2 separate regions of the Gossypium arboreum genome follow, and region 2 is linked to region 1. A link is a contact called in public Hi-C data. All regions are on one chromosome and are shown on one strand. The core of a region is the stretch at or near the end of the contact, and the rest is flanking DNA. Distances in the headings are between cores, read along the strand shown. Region 1 holds the start of LOC108461645 (vacuolar cation/proton exchanger 5-like). Region 2 holds the start of LOC108461395 (protein DNA-DAMAGE INDUCIBLE 1).

Evidence for each region. A called contact is a pair of places that touch in the nucleus more often than the background predicts.
Region 2: a contact with region 1 is called in a Hi-C map of leaf, with 4 times the contacts expected there. The contact joins the promoter of LOC108461395 here to the promoter of LOC108461645 in region 1. A contact is called at or near these places in 4 of 5 Hi-C or Micro-C datasets (all in leaf).

What each region holds. Positions count from the first base shown.
Region 1 is chr13:107,643,949-107,648,300 of ASM2569848v2, forward strand. It overlaps LOC108461645 (vacuolar cation/proton exchanger 5-like), which reads right to left and starts at 2,154. Exons shown (of 12, transcript XM_017761545.2): 1 at 1,519-2,154; 2 at 932-973; 3 at 541-804; 4 at 391-458; 5 at 267-295; 6 at 1-175. The coding sequence starts at 973. LOC108461111 (oleosin H1) reads right to left here and starts at 2,894. Exons shown (of 1, transcript XM_017760811.2): 1 at 2,296-2,894. The coding sequence starts at 2,822. The coding sequence ends at 2,472. It overlaps LOC108461110 (cytochrome c oxidase assembly protein COX15), which reads right to left. Exons shown (of 7, transcript XM_017760809.2): 3 at 4,273-4,352; 4 at 3,932-4,177; 5 at 3,710-3,820; 6 at 3,463-3,594; 7 at 3,021-3,385. The coding sequence ends at 3,212.
Region 2 is chr13:107,826,709-107,831,060 of ASM2569848v2, forward strand. LOC108461395 (protein DNA-DAMAGE INDUCIBLE 1) reads left to right here and starts at 2,135. Exons shown (of 16, transcript XM_017761237.2): 1 at 2,135-2,249; 2 at 2,336-2,439; 3 at 2,598-2,630; 4 at 2,883-3,010; 5 at 3,136-3,367; 6 at 3,556-3,621; 7 at 3,803-3,865; 8 at 3,956-4,000; 9 at 4,252-4,313. The coding sequence starts at 2,374.

The DNA.
Region 1 (4,352 bases), core at 904-3,403:
CTATGATATACAAGCCCACCGCAGAAGAATGCACATCCAAGAACAAGGAGCATGTTTGACAAAATTGAACCCAACAATGACAGTTGAACCACACGAGTCATTCCACTTTTCAGTGCATATATTGAAATAATCAGCTCCGTTGCATTCCCAAATGTAGCATTTAGAAGACCACCAACTGCAATTGATTTCAACAAATTAAAGACCATTTTTTTTAAAAATCTAGACAACAACAACAAAAAGAAATCCATAACAATTAAGAGTAATACTTGTTGGTCCAGTGTAGAAAGCCAATTGCCTACATTCATTCAAAAGAAAAGGCAATGTAAGGTGACAATAAAACAACTAGTAGCATCAAAAAACCAAATTCAATGAAAGAAAAAGACCGCGTACTCGGTAGCATAACCCAAACGCTCTGCCAAAGGTGTTATACCCAGTAAGCTTAGAAAGAAAACCCACCCCTACAATCCACCTCGCAATTAAACAATGTATAAAAAAAAAAAAAAAGCAACGGAGGAAAGAGCATCAAAACCAAAAACTCACATTATGAGCAGTCAACTTGTGAACAAGGATTGCTAGAGGCCCGAAAGGCATGAGCAAGTTGAGTTTATTAGAGAAAACTACAGTCTTTATGCTCCTATAGACACCATGTCCTATCATATTATTACAGCCAGCAGGCAGACGACCATCAGAAAATGGTAACGGTTCATTTGAATAAGTAGTCTGATTTTTTCGAGCATCTGTTTCAGGGGAATGGAGGCATTCATCATGGAGATCTTGCATTGACCTATCTTCTAGTGATCCCATCTGCTTCAAGAGAACATTACAAACACAGAGTAAAATAAACTCGAAAGATCAAATTAGCAACCCGAAATGCAGGGTAGGGGGAAAGAAATGGAGAAGGGTAAAACATTAAAAATGAATAATAGCATACTTCAAGGTGGGATTGAACTCCGACTTGCAGCTTGTAATCCATCTTCACATATCAAAAGAGCAATAAGTTCTCCATGGCCATTAACATAAAAGCATTACAAAACCATGTGCTTAGTTTTTAATTCCTCAATGTCTAAATAACAACAGCACAATTGAAATTTGTTCCAAAGAAGGAAAAAAAAAGCATAATATTAGCAAGTACGCTTACAATACCCTGAAATTGCAATAATGAAATAAAATTCCAAATCAAGATCTCATCTTTCAAGTTTATCCCCCTACCATACTTGTCTATCAATTCATGCTATAATAAAATCTAACTTAAGAAATTGGTTTTCTAAGACTTGTATGCATAAAAATAGAAACCAGCTACATCAAATCAATGAAAACATGTAACAGATTCAAATTTCCAAACAATCAATAGCATACAATAGAATAAAGACAGAACAAAGAAACAAGAAATATAGATTCCTGTTTGCCAAAAATAGCATCAAATATTAACATCTATGAATGCTTAAATAAACAATCTCCAGAACAAAGGGGAACCAACAAAAGTTGTCAATACATCAATGGATCTGAGAAAGGACTAACCTTTATTATAAATCTTTAGAAAATCTGAGTTGGGTATGAATAAAAAACCCCCTGCAAAAAAAAAAAAGAAACAAAATAATATTCTTTACCCAAAAGAAAAAAAATACTGTTTTTTTTTTCTTTTGGTAAGAAAGAGAACCCTTAACGACGAGACCGTATGAATGAGACTGGATTCTAACTTCGTATTTAGGGGGTTATATGTAGTGTAGCTAAGTTCTGATTTTCCGTTTTCTTCGTATAATTTTTCCTACTAATTTGAATTGCCTGTCTTTCATTGTTTCCCTTTCTTAAAAAAAAGAAAAAAAAGAAAATTCCCCTTAAATTGAAGGTTGGAGAAAACAAAGGAAAAAAACTGTTAAACTTGAAAAGTTCACTAATGTTAGATTAAATTAAGTAATGTAGTCTGGCGGATCGGATCCCCATTTTTATTTTAATTCAAAATAATCTGTTATTTGTATTTGTTTGATTGATCAAATTTTGTTCTAAAATTCCAAAAATGGAAACATTTAAATATATGAATCCAGATTTCACTATACAAACCCATCTCAAATTTCATAAAGCTATATTCATGATAAGGTAATGATTGATTTAAATTAACGATATTTATTTAACTTTTATCCCAAATTTAAAGCCTTAACTTTTTTCTAAAGAAAATATGTGAGTTTCCATTTCCATGGTCAAGCCAGACAATGCTGCCTAAATATTTCTTTATGGGAAAAAAAGGACCAATGTTCAACGTCTGGTGTTGTTGGGTCAAGTCTTGAGCCAGCCAGAAAATAAAATAAAAAACACATCCATTTCTAAATTTATGTGAAAGAGACTTTACAACACTACACCAACTTATTTCCATTTTCAAGCTGACAGAAACTTCAACACAACACAACGTACATGATTTCCAGACCAGACCATGCCCTTGTTTCAGGTATTGAACATTGGCTAATGTTTCAAGCGATTCATTTCTCCTGTATTGTTTGCTGCAAATACCTCCCTGGCACCAATTGACCCCTCCTGGAACCAACTCCTAAACTACCTCTTATCTCTCTATACATCCATGCCAAAGTTGAGACACCTGCAAAAGCCATGGTTGCAGCAATGCCGAAACCAACCAAAGCACCCATGAGAACCAACCCGGCAAATAGTAGCAGTGGACTGAAAATCAGCAGTAGAGGTGACGTTATAAATAGCAGTGTCAGTGTTGCCAAGAAGCTGAACCCCATCATTCCTAGCAGCGGTGCAGCCAGCGCCATACCAGCCAGTGCTGCCAACATCACTGACTTGCCATACACCACATTCCTTTCCGCCATTGTTCTCAACTTTTCTTGTTTTTGGTTATTTTTCCCCTTAAAAAAGGGCTTGATTCTCTGATTTTATAACCGAAAGAGGTTAAAAAGACGTGCTGTTCAGGCTTTTCTTGGAACCTATGTGTGGGGGTTTCGCTCTTCCATGTGGCCGTCATTAGTCCATTCAAACGACACGTGCTAGCTATTGAATTAAAGTACAGCTTTCTTAAATATGCCGATAAGACTTTATTTCAGTGCTAGCAAACAAGTTTCGAAATTACAAATCAGTATGCATTCTCCTTGTTGAGGTCTTTACAATCAAAATGACCTTAAAAAATGGAACGATATGTGAACCAAATGACAAATCGAAGTGTTTGATTAATCTACCTAATAATATACTTAAAAGACAATGGCTACCAAGCTGTCTTTGTCACCTGAGGCAGTGTTTTCAAAAGTGACATTGATGGCCTCCTCACAGTGTGATTGAGAAGTAGCATCAGTGTTAAAAGGGTCAAGGCCCCTGCCTGATGTGCAGTGCCAAGTGAAACAGGCACATATGATAAAAGTGTTGATACACCTAACGTTACCTACAAGAATGAAAAATAATGTTATTAGTGTTTAAACTGTTGAAAGAAAAAACAGGGTCTAAATGAAGGAGAATCACCTGAAGAGCAGCCATGCCAAAAGTGGCGCCAACCAAAGTTCGAATAGCTGGATGGATGTCGAGCTTTTTGGTCGACCACCATAAACCGCAAATGGAGATTAAAGTGGTAGTTGCAAGGATACGATGGTCAAGCTGGAAAACGAAATGCATTATACCCTCTATATATGAACTGATACCAGCATTTAAATTGATTTTCTTATCTAAGCAATCATAAGAGCACCAGGAAATAATAGAGAAGACAAATTACCTGCACCATGGATGTATTCTCAAATAAGTTTCGGATTGTTGGTTTCAAGTCAAATATATTATCAGGAACCCACACATCTCCCATCTTTGGAAAAGTATTGTATGCACGGCCCTAGAAATTAAAGGATACACAGATTGCTAATCAGAAAAGACCCCAAATGATTTTAAAAAGGTTATTGTGAAAGAAAAAATTTGCAAGAAATGAACAAAATAAGTTACTTACAGCATCGTTTCCTGCAACAAATGCTCCTGAAACAGCGGTAATGCCTACAATGAGGCTCACTGGAATTGCAAGCCTCTTGAGTTTGGCAGCACCTTGAACCCAGGCTAATGACTCGGCAGGAGGTTCAGGCATTACAACAGAGAGAGCAGTCCAGAACAGGCCACTGTAAATAACGAATGCAGAAGTAAGATGAGCAGCAAGTCTATAAGGGCTCACTCGGGGCTCAACATATTCCGAAGCTGGTTCCTGTAGGAAGAAACAATATTATTCTACAAATTTACAAATTTAAACTCATATTTACTAAGGACGGTGAAATAAAATTAAAACAAATTACTTCTCACCTCTAATCCACTTTTAACCATCCACCAACCAATTAAACCCTGACCAGCACCAAGAGCAAATAGAGCAGAGAGTCTTAGTC
Region 2 (4,352 bases), core at 885-3,384, 180 kb after region 1:
TTTGTGGACTAAAGACAGGGTCTGAGTTGGACCGCCACAACGGAGCAAGATATTTGTTTCTTGTGTTATACCCATTTTTGATGATTGAAAAGTCTTTTGCAAATTTAGAGTGTGAAAAATGGCTTAAAGCCCAGTCCATATGTTTATAACCAAAGTCACAAACATATCACTCCACGTTTTTCTCAGATCCAAAAACCTCCATTTCCCACTCCCCTTTTCACGTCTCTCTTTCTGTTAAAAACCAAAAAGTTTCCCTGTAAGTAAAAGGAAAAAAAAAAAAGATGTGTTTTGGGAGAATATGTATGTGCTGCACATGTTTGGTAATTATAGTGATTGTGATCGGTACTTTGTTTGGTTTTGGTGTTTTCAAGAAAGGGATAGAGAAGATAAAAAATTCAACGCACGATGAGATTGATTTTTATCCCTGTGATCCTTTATTCTCTCCTTGTGGAAGGCCTTTCTTGGGTTATGGAGCTCCACTTCAATTCTAATTTCCTCCCTCCCATTTTTTGGTTTTTAAATCTCATTTTTTTCCCAGTTCGGATTGTTTCTTTCTTGGGATTTATGAATATTATGATGTGTTTGTTTGTACCTGTTTACATTTAGATTCTTGAGTGATACTCTTCAATTTAAAGACGTGATTTCTTTAAGGTGGCCTCTCTGCGTAAGTTAGGAGGGATATAGACTTTTTGGAATTCAAAGCTGAAACACTCAATTTAATTATTTCAAAAGTTGAAGGAGGATAGACATCCTGATTCACTCAGTAGTGGAGTCAGGATTTTTTTGTCAGAATTAAATTGTATATTTTTATAATAATAAAATATAATTTTATAATTTTAATAATTTATATTTTTATAATTTTTAAAATTAAAATAATTAAATTTTTATTATTTTAGACATAAAATACTATTTTATTATTATTAATTTAAAATTTTATAAATCATAAAAGATTTAAATTAAAAATTCTCTTAGTAATCAGTCACTGAATTCAATACAAAAACTAAAATATGAAGTGAATTATGATAAAACAAATTACATAATATATAAATAAATACTAAATACTAATGGAGACTTGGTTAACTTTTGGGTTTAGAGATGGAAGTTGTGAATAACTAGAAAAGGCAATGGAAATACATGGATTGAATAAAGGAGCTAGGTTCTGCAATCGGACATAAGAACCATTATATTATTTAATAATTTGAATCCAACCGCACAGTCTGAACCCAACTCAATTGTTGAAACACCTCAACTTTTCCCGTTTAGGCGGTCAATATCATTTTTCACCTCCTCTTTAAAACAATCAAATAAATTTTATTCCTATCAATTTTAAATACAATATTAGTTTTTTATTAATTTTACATAATTTTATTAGTTAATAATAATTTTAACTCTCAAAATTTATAAATTTTATTTTTTAATATATATTTTAAGCTAAAGTTTTTATATATTATCTTTTAATTTTTAAAATTTTATATATTTTTTAAATATTTTTTAGAATCATGATCAAGTTGATATAATATATAAACATTAATGACTTAATTTGTTATTAATCAATCAAAACTACATACGATTGATAGAAAATATCAATTTTCATGATTAATTGTCTTTAGTTACTCACTTTTGAAATCTTTAAGAATTAAATTGTTTTAATTTTTTAAGAAGGACTAATTCGTTTCGATGTTGAAATTGAGGACTAAAGAGGTATTTTCACCTTTAAGCTTCATTTGAAATAATGTCATGAATAAAAAAGAAAAAGGCATAATTACTTAACTATTCAATTTATTCTATTTTAGTCACCCACTATTAATATTTTTAGTTTAATTACTTAATTTTTCAAATTAAATATTTTAGTTACTTTTGTCCTAAGAGAGTAACAAAATTTAATGTCAATTTTTTATTAAGCTAATAATAAATTCAGTCCTCAATGTTTACAAAATTTATTATTTTAATTATAATTCTAAAATTATAACATATATTTAGAAAACTTAAAAATATCTGTATATTTACCTTTTTTTTTTTTTAAGGAATTTAAATTTAGTATCATAGACCAAAATCGATATTGATATACTTATCTAAAAGAAAACGTACAGTGGAAGACTACCAATAAAAGTATGACATGTAAGCGATTAACTCTAGACCCCATTGTGGAGAATCACTTGCACCTACTTCGACAACAAGTTAAAAGAGCGAAGGGAACTGAAACTCTGTCGTAAGAAACAACATCCAATATAAAGTAAATTCAAACAAAGGTAAATTAAAGTCCTTTCTTTTCTTCTATTTATATATTACTAATTATTTGTTAACCCCAAAACTTTCATAAAATCAAACCCTTCAGCTAACAAGAGACGAAGAAGATCTAAAGCTACTGCCAGGATGAGAATTACTGTAATGACTGCAGATGAACAGATCCTTAGCTTGGATGTTGATCCTCATGAAACTGTTAAGCACCCTTTAATCCCTTCTTTTAATTCTTTACTCCTTTTTGCTGATTTTTTTTACTTGTTTTATTAGATTGAATTTGTTTTGAAAGCTACCCCTTTTTCCTCAATCTTTATACTTATTTTGCTGATTTTGGTATTTTCCTTTGTTTCTAATAGGTTGAAAATTTGAAAGCTTTGCTAGAAGTTGAGGTAAGAGATTAGTACCGTTTTTTTCTTTATGTTTCCTTTTTAAATTATTTAATCCTTTTGGGGGTTAACTGAAACCATTGTCTTTCCTTAGTTTTGGGGTTCTTGAAAGTTGATTATTGAGATTCATTAGCTTACGTTAGTTGATAAAAAATACAATTTTTATCCCTTCCTTCCCCAAAAGAAGTTTTGAGAGTTGGAGGTGGATCGAAGTTTATGCTAATAGGTTAGAGCTTGTTTGGGTTTTATGGGCAGACTATGGTGCCATTGCAGCAGCAGCAACTGTTGTTTAATGGAAGGGAAATGAACAACTCTGAGAAATTGAGTGCTTTGGGTGTTAAGGATGATGACCTAGTTATGATGGTCTCTGGTGTTGCTTCAAGGCAAGTAGTTTTCTTATCTTGTTTTTTGACGTTGACTCTTTTTAATCTCATCTGTTGAAATATCACTGACCTGACTTGGATGCTTGTTATGAGATTTTTAACATGGATGTGTACTGTCAATGCAGTGGCAGTGCATCTAGGAATGACTTGAGCTTGAATCCTGATGGATCTGCCGTGAATCCTGCAGCTTTCCAACAACAGATTCGACAGGATTCTAATCTAATTGGACAATTATTTCAGACTGATCCTGAGCTTGCTCAAGCCGTTGTCGGAAACGATCTCAACAAACTGCAGGAGATTCTCCGAGCTCGTCATCAACGAAGATCTGAATTGCGACAACAAGAGGAGGAGGAGCTTGTGAGTAGCTTATATTAGTTGTCTATGCCTTTAGTTGGTTGTGAATCAGTGGTGAATGTATCATGATTTGATAAAATTATTGAGAAAACTTATAAAATACTAGAACAGCATGATCATACTTATGATAAAATTGTATTTGCTTGATCATCTCTTTGATTGATGCACATTTACTTAATCTTGCCCCATAGGCTCTTCTACAAGCTGATCCTTTTGATGTTGAAGCACAAAAGAAAATTGAGGCTGCCATTCGGCAGGTTAGTTTTCCTCAACATTCGATCAATCTAACTTAATTGTATCTTATTTCCTTTTGAAATGTGTTTGTATATTAATTTACAGTTTGACAAAGGATTGTGGTATCTCCATACTTAGCACTCGATTCCTTTTCCTGGACAATATGATATTTTGGCTATTTGACCTTTTGCAATATTGATGCAGAAAGGGATTGATGAGAACTGGGCTGCTGCCTTAGAATATAATCCTGAAGGCTTTGCAAGGGTGGTATGTAGGCTCGCTTTCCTTGCGAAGTTTACCCATTTAAATTTATTATTTTTCCCCTTTAGAATGTAATCTTCTTGTCGTACTAATCAGGTTATGCTGTACGTGGACATGGAGGTTAATGGTGTCCCATTGAAGGTAAATTAGATGGCAGGTCCTTTACACACACATATTTCACAAGGATCACCATTATGAGATTGTAGCGTATGGTTTCCGTCATACCTTTTGTGATACTTTTCCTTTCTTTTGTGCACATCCAAGGAACACTTCTGCAGTTGTTTATTGATTTTCTAGTTGAAATTTTGCATTATTTTATTTGTATATACTCTTGATGTTTGAATACAGGATTCTGAGAATACTAATTTTTTTTACTTTATAATTTTTTTTAGGCATTTGTTGATAGTGGTGCCCAGTCAACAATTATTTCTAAAAGCTGTGCTGAGCGATGTGGGTATGTACTACTAACGTTTTGCCTTTTTGATATCTAGAA